Regions from separate parts of the Hordeum vulgare genome. Here region 1 is linked to region 2. Evidence: chromatin contacts called from public Hi-C data. All regions are on one chromosome and are shown on one strand. The core of a region is the stretch at or near the end of the contact, and the rest is flanking DNA. Distances in the headings are between cores, read along the strand shown. Region 1 holds the start of LOC123429882 (probable mixed-linked glucan synthase 8). Region 2 holds the start of LOC123425742 (G-type lectin S-receptor-like serine/threonine-protein kinase At2g19130).

Region 1 (2,700 bases), core at 158-2,657, 370 kb before region 2:
ACAGTATGGCATAACAGGAATGAGGTGACTCACAACAAGGAACCTCCTCCAATGAATGTATCCAAAAGATTCTTGGTGAGTTATTTAGACTCTCTCTTAACTCTCAAGCTATTGGAGGAGGAACAGATAAATGGGAAGCACGTGATATCATATGACAATATTACTTTGCGTGGTGTGAGTGTGAATTCAACTGGTAATGCCCCTTGGTCTTTGCCGATGGCTGGAGCCTAGTCTGTTGATGGTGGTGCGGGTGCTGGTATGATCCTCCGAGACAGTGCGGGTGAGATCATCTTTTCGTCATGTAGGGTGTTTTTCTCCTGTAGAAGTTCCTTAGAAGCTGAGCTTAGTGCTTGCATGGAAGGATTATCAATTGCAATTGAAAGAATGGAGCCGCCTATACATGTGGAGTTGGATTTCTTACAAGCTGTGAGAATGATAAATGATATGGCCACTGATAGATCGGTTTTTTCCTCGCTGGTGGAGGAAATCAAGCTTCTTAGTAATCTTCGTAAAACTAAATTTACTCATGTTCTTCATACCCAAACTAATGTTAGTGATTATTTGGCAAAGTTTGTTAGAACTGAGCGTAGAACTGTAGTTTGGTTTAACTCTGACTTGTCAGAGGTTATTGATCTTTGTAATACGGACTATGGTCGTACCACTTGAGTAATACAAAGTTCATCCACAAAAAAATAAGGGGTAACCTGAGCGACGATCATTCTCCCGGCGAGATAGGAACGAATGAACGTTTCTGTTTATTATAAAAATCAGTATCAGCGAACGCTTCAGAATTGACGTGAAGAAACGGACAATTTCTTCACGTTGTTGTATAAGGATTTGTTATGTTCTAAATTCAAAAATTATGATGTTGTATAAAAGATCGTCAAAAAATTTAGTACTGCAGCAGAGTAACAAAAATGCTATACGTACGAACGTCTACATAAGCTTACGGATCCTTTCTAAACTACTCTTCACCTCTCCCCTGATTTTCATTCGGGTGGGGCCCTTCGTCGTCCCTAATCATATTAAAATCTACTTCCTCCGTCCCAAAATAAATGTCTTAAACTTAATATAATTTTGTATTAGAGCTAGTATAAAATTGAGACAGATATTTTGAGACAGAGGGAGTATCAACTAAGAAGACAGCCCGTATGCTTATGTGAATGTCCCTACGTGTAGCATTGTTGGCAGAGTAATTGCCATGTGTTTCCAAGGATTTGACGTGATCGCAAAAAAAAGTTGATGAAAATTACCATCCTAAGGATTTGTTATGCTTTCTTTTTTGAGGATTAAGGATTTGTTATGCTGGCGAAGGGAGTTGCATGAAAAAGATGAAAAGTAGAACAATTATTGCACGGTATTTCGGGTAAAAACAAAAGTGCAAATAGGACGTCAATACCCAACGCCTGGCTGTCCAAAGCAAGTGTCTCCGTCAGATGCGTACACGGTGTTTGTACCGTAGCTCACGTTTTCCTCAAGCAAGGTTGTTTCCTAGCAGGGAATGGCGTCGATTGGACACGCGTACGGATCCCGTTGCATTTGTCCAGTGGTCCGGCTAGGCAGTGCCCCTCATGAGTTCCACGACTCTGGACTCCTCCTGGGCTCCCAGCTCCCAGGGCATGGCGAAGCGACAAGCGAGCACTGCGTACCCTGCGTCGGTGGCCGCTGGCTGGGCTTAGCTTCACCTCGTACCATGTCCCTATATAGTGGTCGCGTCTCTCATAGCCTTCGTGCGCCACACACACACACACACACACACACTGTATAGAAGCTAAATAGGAAGAGCCAATGGTTTCGCCGGCGGCCAGGGGTGGTGGCGGCGGCAATGCGGGTCTCGCAGACCCGCTGCTTGCGATCAGCGACGACAGCGAGGGGGCACGGCATGTGTTCGGCGCCAAGGCCAAGCATTGGGTGCCCGCCGACGAGAAGGAGATGGCGGCGTCGCGGGAGTGCGGCGGCGAGGACGGCGGCCGGCCGCTGTTGTACCGCACGTTCAAAGTCAAGGGCATGCTCGTAAACACCTACAGGTAATGTTTTTCGCTCTCCAGGCTGTTTCCTTTGTGTATGGGCGGTGCGTCGCCCGAACCGTTCCGCCGGCCGCACGTGAGCGCGCGCGTCCACTGACTGGACATGCAACATTTTTTTCGTTTAAATTGTTGCAACCAGCGTCATATTTGCTGCAAACCTTATTTTTTTCCTACATTTCTTAAGTAAAAAAGATGCATATACGTTTGGTTGCAACTTCAGTTCTTCGAATTTTTCGTTACAATCGATGTTTTTTACTCTTACTACAACCGTGTTAATTTTTGCTACAACCGGCATCATTTTTTGCTGCAACCGTCTAGTAAAAAAGTTGCATACACGTCAGCAAATATTTGTTACAACCGGCGTTTCACTTTTGCTACCACGTACTATCAGCTTTTTTTTTGCTACGATCACGTAGATATTTTTTTGCTATAAATTTTGTTTTTTGTTACAACCGTTGAAAAAAATGTTGCATCGCATCAGAATTTCGCTGCATCGGGAAAAAAATGTTGCATGAAGATCCAATGGTGCGGACGCACGGGGTTGGTGGATCGTGCGGCCTGCGCGCGGTCGACCCAAAGCTTCGGCCGCGCGCCGGCGCAGATCACTCCCTTTTTTGTATCGGCATATAGGAGTAACTACATGATACCACCCTCGTTGCATCGGGAACACATC
Region 2 (2,740 bases), core at 139-2,638:
TAGCCTCACGCCTGCCATGGTATAGAACTTATCAGGCTTGGTCTGCCCGGAGGTCGAGTTGGTCTGGCACTGCAATGGTACGTTCCTCTTGCACCCACCCCTGTAATCCTCGAGATCCCAATCACTCTGGACCTTCTGGCTGAACCCCTTGATGCAGTTGCAGTACGGCAGCGCAGCCTCACTGCAGCTGCCGTATGCCCCACAGAGTGCATACACCTCACACTGCGTCCGTGGCTGTGACCAGAACAAGATCCACTGCTGTGAGTATTCCACCCATGTCAGCTGCTTGATCTGTCCGGTCACGTCCATGATGAACCGCGAGATGACTGTATCATCCTTCATTGAGTAGTAGAAATAGCTTTCTGTGGCATTGTCGACGAATTGGAAGTCGTATCTGAAATTGGCCGTCATCTCTGGCACGAGGCTGAAGATATTGCCGTTCCAGGGGCCACTGGTCCAGTAGTTTATGGATTCATTCCACTGGATGAAGTACTGTTTTGTGCCATTGGGGTCTAGCTCCAGAGAGAACAACCCAGGAGATGGGTTTTCTTTGTTCTTCCAAGGAAGAAGTCTCTGGCTCAGACCCGTGGTCTTGTTCAGCCCGAGCTTGCCCCCCGGAAGCCAGGTGTTTGTGGGATGGTCTATGCTTCGCCAATAAACTATCGATGAATTGGAGGCATCGGTGAGCTCGAGGCTACCGCTGTCCCTGATGGTGGCCATGGTGGAGTTGGAGGCTATACTTACATTGGTCGACCATAGCAGCTGGTTCTTGGCTTGATCAAGGAGGACAAGGTTGCCGTCGCGGGCGATTTCCAAGGAGGCGGTGGCCGGGTCGGACACCGGCTTGTCGGTGTTCCACACGGTGGTTACCTGTGGTATGTTGCTGTACCATATGGCTATGTAGTAACTGCTGGAGGTGGAAGAGGCGGTGTTACTCTGCGATGGGGAGTGGAAGCCCACGGTGAACTTGTTGCCCTGGGACAAGATCTTCTGTGACCCGGACAAGGGTGTGGTGGAGTTGATGGTGTCGCCGGCCTTGCAGAGTAGGATTTGGACGAAAAGGAGGAGGAGGAAGAAGGGAGCCATGGATCATGGATGGGAGCTTGGAAGAATAGTCAGGGCTTGACCGAGGATGGGAGCCTGAACTCTGGAGACAGGACTAATTAAATAAGCAGCCTTCTTTGACCTGGTAAACGCCCAACGCCCTGCTGCTGCTGAATAGTACTGCTCCTATAGATGAATTACTCACAAAATAGTAAAATCTCGTGTTGAAATTTATGACCACATGGCTAATGGTGTTTTGTTTTTCTTGCTTGATTTATGTTTTATTTTTCTTGCAAATATCTGGCTCCTGCCATGATGCTGACTGTTGCTGATTAAGAAAGGGAGAAAAATGGTGTGAAGCCAGAAAAGTGGTTTTCCGGCGGCAGAGGCACCAAGGGGAGCGTTGACTTGGAATGTTTAAACGAAGGCAGATCTTTGGCCGCAACTTTTACAAGACTGATGACTTGTCATCTTGTGAATCTACTACTCAAGTTACAGAACTTCTTTTGTTTAGGCTATTACTTCCAGAATTCAACCTCCAACCTTGACCAGATGGCGTCTCCTCTGGAAGATAGGATCTACAACGGGTACTTACCTGGTCACGGTGAATTACCGGAATTTTGAAATGTCTCCTGGTCTGTTTGATTTACAGTGCGTCAGTTCACGGTTGCGATTATCAAAGTCATGTTAATCATCATCGTGATTGCGGTCTCCACTGGAGGCGTGAATGGTGTCCATTGATACGTCTCTGGTCACCTTTTCCTTCTTTTTTCCAGCTGTAGCACCTCAGTAACTCGAGCGCGGAGACGAATAAGCTCTGACCCAGTCCTCATACTATGGTGCCCAAACTCGGGCAAAATGACCTGTCGGAAAAAGGAACGTGATGGCCGTGTTTGACCGGTAACAATGCTAGATGCAGTCACCCCTTTTCCCGATTCCTCGGCTAAATCATGGTTCAGGCAGCGCCCTGTCCTGCTCGGCCATTCAAGAGCTTTTATGATACGGTCCCAGCACCAGGTGGCGTTAAAGGTAGCGTACGGATAGAAACGAAATAGAGGAGACATCAGCACGCGAGGCTACATCCGTATATAGTGGTGATAGGAGGAATATACGAGTATTGATGGAGCACACTGACGACATCTCCAATGGCTGTAAAATAGTTGTTGGTAAAGTTTACCATCTAAGATATATAATGATATGACAATAAATAAATAAGGAGAGAGAAAAGTTGCATGTAGATTAATCAATAACTCTTGCACAAGCTTCAAGGTTACATAGAGAGCAATTGCATTTATTCCAACTTCTCCTAAGAGCAATTGCATTTATTCCAACTTCTCCTATTGAATAATTTAGATGCAATCATTGGAGTAGTTGTATGATCCCTTGTTGGTTGATGACATGGATAATTTTACCAACAAGACTACATACAAACTATTGAAGATGCCTTGAACATGTGATGTACGAACCTCGGAAGGCATATAATGTGGGGTTTGTATATATTACCCCGGAACGCATCTAGGATATATGATGATGTTGCAATAAATAAATAAGAAGAGAGAGGAAAGTTGTATGTAGATTAACCAACATCTCTTGCATAAGCTCCAAGGTTACATAAAGAGTAATTGCATTTATTCCATCTTCTCCTAATGAATAATTTACATGCAATCATTGGAGTAGTTGTATGATCCCTTGTTGG

Evidence for each region. A called contact is a pair of places that touch in the nucleus more often than the background predicts.
Region 1: a Hi-C map of seedling shows a contact between it and region 2, with 4 times the contacts expected there. The contact joins the promoter of LOC123429882 here to the promoter of LOC123425742 in region 2. A contact is called at or near these places in 2 of 6 Hi-C or Micro-C datasets (leaf and seedling).

Annotation. Positions count from the first base shown.
Region 1 is chr2H:180,109,012-180,111,711 of MorexV3_pseudomolecules_assembly, reverse strand. It overlaps LOC123429882 (probable mixed-linked glucan synthase 8), which reads left to right and starts at 1,407. Exons shown (of 2, transcript XM_045113857.1): 1 at 1,407-2,027. The coding sequence starts at 1,789.
Region 2 is chr2H:179,737,821-179,740,560 of MorexV3_pseudomolecules_assembly, reverse strand. LOC123425742 (G-type lectin S-receptor-like serine/threonine-protein kinase At2g19130) reads right to left here and starts at 1,388. Exons shown (of 1, transcript XM_045109456.1): 1 at 1-1,388. The coding sequence starts at 1,086. It overlaps LOC123426060, which reads left to right. Exons shown (of 3, transcript XM_045109834.1): 3 at 1,386-1,741. The coding sequence ends at 1,668.